Linked DNA regions of Sus scrofa: region 2 is linked to region 1. A link is a contact called in public targeted proximity ligation data. All regions are on one chromosome and are shown on one strand. The core of a region is the stretch at or near the end of the contact, and the rest is flanking DNA. Distances in the headings are between cores, read along the strand shown.

The links.
Region 2: a targeted proximity ligation map of alveolar macrophages shows a contact between it and region 1. A contact is called at or near these places in 9 of 47 Hi-C or Micro-C datasets (blood, embryonic fibroblasts, heart right ventricle and 3 more) and 1 of 2 datasets of targeted methods (alveolar macrophages).

The regions. Positions count from the first base shown.
Region 1 is chr4:74,203,266-74,208,195 of Sscrofa11.1, reverse strand. No RefSeq gene overlaps it. Among named protein-coding and RNA genes, the nearest start is that of NSMAF, 26 kb to the left of the region's middle.
Region 2 is chr4:74,284,152-74,289,308 of Sscrofa11.1, reverse strand. NSMAF (protein FAN) reads right to left here. Exons shown (of 31, transcript XM_021089346.1): 20 at 4,664-4,706; 21 at 4,199-4,362; 22 at 2,750-2,858; 23 at 1,995-2,053. Among named protein-coding and RNA genes, the nearest start is that of SDCBP, 42 kb to the left of the region's middle.

The DNA.
Region 1 (4,930 bases), core at 891-3,390:
TGCGCATGCGCATTTGGGAAAAGGGGCCAGTTCTGCTGAGGACAGGAAAACAGCACAAGCCACAGCAAACCCAGAGCTGCCCACACCGGCCCCCTAAGACCGAGTTCCCTTAGGAGTTTACCATTACTCTGTCCTCCCAAAACTTCATTTCTTTTTGCGTCCCTTCTAACTTCAATCCTGTGCTAACTGAACACTAATCAACCAGATCAGCTGATTAAAATTGCCGCTGTCCACATCACCCTTATCGTACAAAGTCACCTTGTTTCTCCAGCACCCCTCAGCCAAAGACCACCTGGCCAGAGAATCATAAACCAGACATTCCGACATCCTGAGAAATGTCTCAAGACAGTGATTAATCCTAGCGTTTTGCTCTTCCCCTTTAAAAACACCCCCAACTCCAAGACCAAGTTGGAGCGGATCAGAGACCTGTCTTCTCTCCCATGCTTGGTGCCCTGAACATAAACCCTTACTTTGCTGCAAACACCGGCTGGCAGAGTTTGGCACCTGAGCCCTCGCTCTTGGGTAGTGCTACCTGGAATGCAAGCAGAAGGGAGAGGAGAGTCAGGTAGCCCCTGATGCTCTGTGGGCAGTTTGGAGACAGCCTGAGACTGCTCCAGAAGCCCTCTTGCCCATCTCTCTAGGGCGGTAAGGGTGCTTCCACTGCCACACCCAGGACAGAGCCCAACTTGCAGCAGGTGTGGCATTGACCGCCCCCCCCCCCAGCCTTGCATGGGGCATGTGAAGTTCCCCAGCCAGGGATCGAGCCTGTGTCACAGCGACGACACCAGCTGCTGCAGTGACAATGCTAGGTCCTTAACCCGCTGAGCCACAGAGGAACTCCCTCCCCCTCTTTTCTTTATGGCCACACACCTGCAGCATATAGAAGTTCCCTGGTCAGGGATCCAATCTGAGCAGCAATTCTGACCTATGTCAGAGCTGCGGCAACACTGGATCCTTAACCCACTGCACCTCAGCAGGAACTCCCTGGAGCTCACATTTGTTGAATGAATAAATTGCCCAGGTCTTGAATCTTTCCCTTTTCCTCTTTCCTTAGGCCAACTGCATATAATTCTAGCTCACATGGGCCACAGGAGCCAGACTTCCTATTCTTCTTATGTTGGTAATGCCCCAGTCTCCTGGTTTTAAATTTTAGTAGTTATACTTACATAGATGATCATTATGTAATTAGCAGCAATTTGCTTCCAGTATGGGGGGGGGTGATGGATACTCATTAGCACACTAATGGTCAGAATAAAGGTAAACAATTTTCTGGACCCCCTGGGACTCCCAGTTCAACTGTGTGAGCTATTTGGGTAAAAATGACTGTGGGGGAGACATTCCACATACAGACAGGACACCGGGTTCTGGGAACCAGAGTGGAATGCTCTTTTGGCGGCTCCAGTATCTTGGTCTGTGTTTCTTTACCCATAAATAGATATTTCCTAGGAAAAATGAACAAAGACGTATACATCTTTCTGCTGTGCCAGCTTACCACTGTGAAAATGAACCATCGAAATGGTACAGCTTCAGGAAAATGGCTTTTTTTGTTTTGTTTTGTTTTGATCCACAGATTTCATCAGCCAACAGATGCTAGAAGATGGTATTCTTTGAATGAAATAATTTCCAGCCTTTATCATCAGTGAATAAAAAGTCGTACCATCTGCACTGTTGGTGATGTTTAAGCCCTCGACCCACTCATCACAACTACCTGTCCTTCAATGATCTGTGTGGATGCATGAGTATAAGGATACTGCAAACTCTGGGGTTTTGCAGGGATTGTTTTGGAGAAAATGGAAGTAGCTACACGTTGACCCTTGAGGATGAGGGGATCAAAGCCTGTTTCTGGAGGATGGGTCCTGAATAGCTAGCTCCATTCACATTAAATTCACCTGCTGATGGGCTCAGGGATGGTTTGTGCGCTAGCTCACCGGGTGCCCTCCACCTGACTCTGCGGACAGACGGTGGAGAGAGAGAGAGAACAGGTTCCTGTTCGAGGGGAGCCTATATTCTCGAAGGAGAGGCAGAGGACAAAAGTCCAACGCAATGTAATGGGTTATTTTATGACAAATGCAGCCCTGTGAGGTTGACGTCATCTGTGGGCGAGACACTCGCTGGAGGCTCACCCGGAAGGGCTGGGGGGAGGGGGTTGTGGGGGTGGCCTGCCCTGGGTGGTGACTGAAGAGCCTGAACAGGAGGGAGCCTGGCGGGAGGAAGTGAAAGAAGCCAGAGCGGCAGTAGCATAGACTCAGGGAATCTGTGACTTCAAGTTCCCCAGAGCCTCGAATTTAGTCTCTTGACCTCATCTCCAGTAGAGGTTGTGTGTATAGTCACAGCATGTGTGAGTGTTTAACGCATCAGTTTACTAAATAAACACGTAAAACACACCGTAGTTTTTGAATCCCTCACATCTAAAACTCTTTGTGGCTCAGGCCCCTCGCACCCCAGCCAGGCCCTGCTGGTGGGACGGAGCCAGGGCACATGGCCTCGTTGGCTCTGCTGAGGATGAATTCCTCCCTCCAGGGCAGGGAAGCCTCAGAAGGAGTCAGTCCACACCTGAGAAAGTCTGAGCCCGTGTTTTCACATTAATCATCGCCTCCCACTTTCACCACCACCTGGCAAGAAGGGTATTTCTAACTTTATTTCACAAAGGAGGCTAAGAATTCCAAGCTAAGTGAATTCTCCAGGTCACACTGCTAGGAAATAAGCTGGCAATTTTTTTTTTTTCTTTTTTTTTTGGCCGTGCCTGCAGCATGCAGAACTTCCTGGGTCAGTGATCCAACCTGCAGCACAGTGTGAAATGCCAACCCAACCTGCTGCGCCATCAGGGAATTCCTAAGCTGGCATTTTAATATAGGCCTAACTCCAAAACACAAGCCTTCTCCACTGCCTCTTAGCACCCCCTCCGCCCCCTTCTGCCCTGCAGAATTTTAGAGAGAGAGGGGAGTGTTATGGGCTGAACTGTGTCCCGCTTAAATTTGTACATTGATGTTCTCACCCTCAGGACCTCAGAAAGGGATCATATTTGGAGACGTGGGAGTTAGCTAAAATGAGGTCAGTAGGGTGGGCCTTTACCCACTATACCCAGTGTGTCCTGATAAGAAGAGGAAATTCGGACACAGGCATGCACACATGAAGACGTAGGATGAAGGCAGCCATCAGGGGCACAGGAGGGAGGCCTTGGAAGAAACCGTACCTGCCGACTACTTGGTCTTGGACTTCTGGTCTCCAGAACTGTGAGCATCGATTTCTTTCTTTTTTTAAAATCTTTTTAGGGCCACACCCACAGCATATGGAGATTTCCAGGCTAGGGGTCAAATTGGAGCTGTAGCTGCCAGCCTACACCACAGCCACGGCAACGCTAGATCTGAGCCGCATCTGCAACCTACAGCAGAGCTCATGGCAACACTGAATCCTTAACCCAATGAAAAAGGCCAGGGATCAAACCCAAGTCCTCATGGATACCAGTCGGGTTCGTTACTGCTGAGCCACAATGGGAACTCCGTGAGCATCAGTTTCTGATGGTTAAACTACCTGTGGGGAGCTTTCTCATGATAGCCAGGAGCAAGCAAACCAGTCAGGGAGTTTGTTACCTTCTCTGTGCATCTTTGCTGATACTGTGTGGTTGATACTCTTCTCTCTCCCCATGCTCCTGGCAGATTTCCTAACAGAATATTCCACTGGCTACAGACAGGACTTTGGACACCTGGCCTTCTCCCAGTAATTAAAAATCATCATCAGGTTACTCTTCAAAGCCTTGCCTTCCTATCATGATATATAGAAAAAGATTACACTGTTTAAGCTAACGATGGCCAAAACCCACTATCAGCCCTTCAAGTAACAGTAAAGCCTTTACTCAATGACATGAAGAACGTTACAACTTAATTAAAGCTCTTAAGGTGGGATGTAAGCCTTCTGAATTTCAGGTACCAGGAGTTAATCATAAGAGAGGTTTCTGAGTAAAGGAAATTTTCAGCATCTTTCAAATGGTCTTCCAAAGTTCATGCAAAAGGCTGACTCCATTGAAAGGAATATTTTGGCAGATGGAAGAGTTGAGAAGACTCTGTGTAAATTTACTCTCATTTACAATCTCATGGCTTATTTGGCTAATTGAATCAGTATTTCTTGTGTATTTTTTCTCTGAAAAAAACACCCAAATACAGTGCTAACCTAACGCCTGTAGGCACCTGTATTTTGTCTTCTGGAGACTTTTTAGTGTTATAATTCCCTCAGCCACTCTGTAATTCTTTATTAAGTTTTAATGGGGCTTAAACTCTCCATTTGTAGGCAATACATTATTCCTTCTCTCTGCCAGCAGGTCTAATATTTCTCAGTAGCCTGCTTTAGAGCTCCTTCTGGTGGTTTAAAGCTATTATGACACATCCATCTCTAGTATCAGCATCTATTCCATCTCATGGTGATTGCTAAGACCTGCTCACCAAAGCAAAATAGTAGAAGTTATGTTTGCAGTAGACTGCAACGCAGTGATGCTCTGCTTACAAATTAAGACTAATTACACAACTGGTGACTGTCAGGAAAAGGACAGGAGAGTTTGGGGTAGGGAGCTTGTAACCACTCTAGCAAATGGCTATTCTTTCTCCTAGAACTATAAAACATATTCTGCAGAATGAATTTCATATTTCTATTGTTAATGAATTTGGCTAAATTTTGGTCTGGAATGAAGGAGAAAGTGCTTTGGTTTTGTGTTATGTCTTTGTTCACATTAATGTCATTTTAAAGAATAGGTCTCCCTTCTTTTTTATGTTGTTAGACACATGGGAAGTTCTTTTTTTTTCTTTTTTAAATAATTCAGAGGATTTTATTATATTTATAGTTGTAAAACCATTATCACAACCTAATTTTAGAACACCCCCATCCCAAACCTCCAGTCCACCTCTCCCTCCTCTCCCTCACCTGTCCCCTTTGATGTGGT
Region 2 (5,157 bases), core at 2,244-4,743, 80 kb before region 1:
CAATGTGCTCTAACATCCTGTATTTGAAATATAGAATTTTCCCAGTTCCCATTGTGGCTCAGCAGAAATGAATCTGACTAGCATCCATGAGGATGCAGGTTCGATCCCTGGCTCCGCTCAGTGGGTTAAGAATCTGGCGTTGCCGTGAGCTGTGGTGTAGCTCTCATATGCAGCTTGGATCCCTCGTTTCTGTGGTGTAGGCTGATGGCTATAGCTGATTCCACCCCTAGCCTGGGAACCTCCATATGCCGTGGGTATGGCCCTAAAAGACCAAAAAAAAAAAAAAAAAAAAAAAAAAAGGAATACAGAATTTTAAAATTCCTAATTTGCAATCATACAATGTGGTAAGTCAGATGAGTCAAATAATTTCTTCTGGATTGTCTAACATTTCAGCCTAGTTTTTACCAGCACCAACACGTGGAGTGCACTGCAGCTCCTACAGGAGCCACCAGCCAGCCTGCCCTGTGAAGACACTTTTCTCAAAATCAGAGGCCTCCTCTCCTAAGAGACACTGCTCCCCCACCAGCCCCAGGGCCCTCACACACACACTGTACAGCTGGGCGGGAACTGTAACGGGCAGTGGGGAGGAGGGGGGATGTCAGGGTCCATGTGAATTAGGGACGTCAAGTGTGAACATAAATGCATATGGGCCAGTGACTGCATTACTATGAGTGAGGAAACAGAGGAACAAAAGAAGCTTTTGGCTAAAAAGCACACCCACACCCTGATTTGGCAAGTTCACAAAGAAGCAAGAGGCTTATTAAACTGCTGAGGCTTAAGTCCTTGATGAAGGACTTAAATCCAGCCAAGGATGCAGCTTGGCCAGAGCAGAGGCGTTCTGTCTTGTGCAGTGACATTGCAAGGCCGACGGTGGGGACCCAGAAAAGCACAGCTGCCTCCTCCGGTCAGGGCGCTGTGGCCTTGGAAACGTCCTTTGGTCTTTGGTAGGGTTGTTTCCCGTGCTTTGTAGAAAGGTCTCTTTTAGGATGTCTGAGATTCACTGTATAAGCGAAGGACTGAACCAGGATCACAGCTGAGAGCAGTGACTGTCAACACCCGCAACGTGTGACGGGACAGTGCCTTCTCCTCACAGCTGCCTCCCCACGGGGAAGACAGAAACAGGAGCAGTCTAACGTGTCCACGCCAGAGTCCCACAACCCTTCTCATCGTCACTGCTTCCAAGTGCCCGTTCCCACGCAGGACGGGGAAGGACACGCTTTGATTCATTACATCCTGTGCAAACTGCCAGCACAGCAGCGGCTGGGGAAACAGGCGCCGCTAAATGCTCAGTCCTTTTTCAAGATCAAAAGAGTGAAATTCTAATGTGTCACTGAGATCTAGTTACAAGTCTAATTAGCCAGGCGCTTCAGGGCTCCCGAGGAATCATGATAACCAGCAAGCACATTAACAAGGCACCCATTAGATTTCACGCTAGACCTAAAACCAACACCCTGAAATATACACCGAGTGACAAAAATGTCCCCACACATCTGCATCCCCACTAGTGATGCCATGAAGCCACTGCTGTCCCCTCAATTCTGCGAAAACTCATCAGCAGCAGAAAGGATTGTCCAATCTTGATTTTGGCCAATTAACAATGACATTTTCTGCAACACACCACAAACTGCTCAAATTTTACGTGGAGGTGGCCCAGGCAGGTACGGTCCTGGGGAGTTAAGAAATGATGCCAGAGCGTGCCCGTCACCCTCAGTGGAAATAAACCCGACTGTTACCCATGAGGATGCAGCTCAATCCCCAGCTCGCTCAGTAGGTTCCAAAGGATCCAGCATTGTGAGCCGTGGTGTAGGTCGCAGACGCAGCTCGGATCCCCTGATACCGTGGCTGTGGTGTAGGCCGGCAGCTACACCTCTGATTCGACCTCTAGGCCTGGGAACCTCCATATGCCGGGGAGGCAGGGGGTGGGGAGGGTGGGGAAAAAAAAGGCAAGAAAAAAGAAATTCCAGGTAACCCACCTTTCATGTAGGAAAACATACCGTGTGAGGTTGTAAAGACGGATGACCCATTGCCAGAGACGGCGATCCCAGTAACCGCCCTGTTGGAAAAGCGAAGTTGTACAAATTACCATCAACCATGAGCCAGGACCTCGGTCTCTTTCAAGGCCTCGCTTTCATTTAAGTCCAAGTTTCTATCATTTTTTTTTCCCAGCTTGTCTGTGGACCTGGCCCTGCTCACACCAGCCACAACCGAGTCACCGCCCTGAAGCTCCTCGGGCTGTTCTGGCAACACCTGCGGCTGGAAAGGTCCCCTCTCGGCCCCAACCGCCGTGTGATGAGTCTGACCTGCGGTGAGCTGACTGCCAGCCCAGCCACTGGAACCCCCGCCACTTCCTTGCTTTGCTACTCAGCCACGTCCTCTCAGAGGTTCACGCGTGTTGCGACAAGGTCCCTCTCCACACGCGTGCCGAGGAAGAGGAGAGCCACCGTTCTGACGTGTAAGGTGGGACCTCGGGTTCCCCTGCAGGAGGCTGTGCTGACGTGGAGCCATCGGTCGGAAGTGGATGGACCCGTCCCTTCCCCCCACGGCCCGCAGACAGGACGAGGGGCCTGGGATTTCTTTTCTAGAACAGGACAGATCAGGGGAGGCCATGCCTCCCAAGCCTGCCCACCAAAGCCCATCAGTTTGGGGACAAAAAACGATCCAGGCAGCTTCGAAAGAGAACATCCCTCTTGACTCCGCCTGAGCCGCTTCACCCCGGGCCAAGACCCCAGGCCGACGCCGACACTCTTACTCTTTGTGGATCTTGTGTTGCTCGTGGAGCTGCAGTTTGGTGATGTTACTCCAGGCCAGTGTTCTGCTCTCCTCGGTCAGGTCCTCAAAAGACTCTTCCCCTGGAGAGACTGCATGTAAATGGTAACTCAGTCAGGCAGCTCAATTTCTAACCAGCCGCAGAGACGAGTGTCGGAATCCCAATATTTTCTATTAAAAGCAAACAACCAAGAAAGCAAAAGGCCTGCCCCAAATGGAACTGCTTTGATCTGCAGCTCCATGTCATCAAGGGATGAGAATAAACTGTATAATTTAAGTAAAATAAAAATCACTTGGAGAAAGATTAAAAAGTACCCTTGAGTACTAGTCTTTTTTAGCCATGCCCACCTGTGGCACTGGAAGTTCCTGGGCCAGGGATCACACCTGCACCACGGCAGTGACAAGCCTGGGGCCTTAACCCGCTGCACCACCAGGGAACTCCCTACAGTGTTTTATATTTTTATTGGGGTTTGCCAAGTTTTCACTTGGCTTCTAAGTTAGGAGCGTCTAGAAATACAAGGCCGGGTCATTGCTCCCTCATTAATCTTTGTGACGGTTCCCCAAGAACACTGGAGTTTGGTTTTGAGAGGGAGAGAGACAGATGAAACCAAGTGCTGCGGCGCCCTGGCTAGGGCCAGCCGGGCGGTGCCCTCACTTCTAAGAAGGGCTGGACTATTTCCCTTTTAAAATAACCCTGGTGGCCGGGCCTGGTGACTAAGAGGCATCACAAGACGGTCCTCATGACCCAGCCCGTGGGGAGTGGGGAGGCTCGGCTGTGCCCTAGAGTAGCCTGGCCACGCCGGGGCATGGAGAGGACTGGCAATAATGGGCAAGCAAGCAATACTGCTGCTGGACAGGGTCCGCCTTCCAGGGCCTGAGACCGTCTCATGTGGGACGTGAACCACGATAACTGGAGGAGGCGGAGCGCTCTCTCCTCCTTCCAAATACCACACATGAGACCAGGGTCACAGATACGCTGTAGATGTTCAAGTGACTGAGTAAGAATCAAATCCAGGTCTGTGTGGGGGTGTAAGAGGCAGGGATGCTGGATATCATTTCCTTCTCTTGAAGGAAGGAGCAGGGTGGCGGGACTGCTGGAGCGGCCACAGCCAGGGTGGATCAGCAGCTACAAATCAAAGACCAGCTTGGAAAACCAGGGAGAAGGATGTAAACAATAAAAACAACAAATACCGCCACATCTCGTTAAATTATCAGAATGTTAAGTGTTTTGATCATTAAATTATCAAAATATAAGTGTTCTGATTTTAAGGTCAAAAGTTAAAAACGAGATTGGTGTGCAGGAGAAAAGACAGCGAAACAAAATCGTCTCGAAGCTGCCCAATGTTTCATCTTTTTAGAATCTTCAGAAACAACCTGAATGGAAAAGAGAAACCGAGGGTGCTCACGTTGTTGTTCTCTTGACAAAACTTACCTGGAGAATCTGCCGTGGAGGCATTATAACTGGAGGTCTGGGGCAAGCTTTTAAACTTTGGGGTGATCCTTCGAGGATGGGGGGTCACAAAAAGCTGCTTTGGTGTCTGCCCAAACTCCAAAATCTGGGTCAGCAGGGCCACCTTCTCATCAGGATCCTCGATGCTGTAGGACAAAACACAGGCCATGTGGTGACTGCTGGGTTTAAGCTCCTTGAAAGCAGGGATTTCAAAATACAGGTCAACGGGAGAGAGGGGGACCTGCACTCAGAACAGCGACCATGTGTCAGGACTGTCTAGACCATTAGGTAATTTTTTGAGGCTCAGTGTCTTACAGAATGGCGAAAGTAAGCTATAGTTCACTGTAACATTTCCATACCTTCATATCATCAAATAACTGAATTATTTAGACAAAAAGGTAATTTGTAATGCAAGTAGAAATTCCTTATAGACGTAGAAATAAATACCTGTTCAAGTCCACACCTCCTTCATAGGTCAGGGGATGGAACACTGAGAAAAGATACAAAACACTCTTGAAAGATGTACTGTCTTGTTATAACATTCTATTCACAATTTTAAAGACGCAACAACTTTAGGCTTTTAGTCAAAGAAACCTATTTTCACTTTGCAAATCAGCCTAATACCATCCCACTTGGGGAGTTCCTGTCATGGCTCAGGGGTTAAAGAACCCAACTAGGATCCATGAGGATGTGGGTTAGATCCCTGGCTCTGCTCAGTGGGTTGAGGATACAGCATTGTCAGCTGCTGTGTAGGTCACAGACGTGGCTTGGATCCCGCACTGCTGAGGCTGTGGTGTAAGCCAGCAGCGGTAGCTCCAACTCAACCCTAGCCTGGGAACCTCCATATGCTGCAAGCGTGGCCCTAAAAAAGGGGAAAAAAAAAAAAAAATCCCACTTGGGCAAATACCAAAACAAAACAAAACAAAAAACCCTTGAACTTC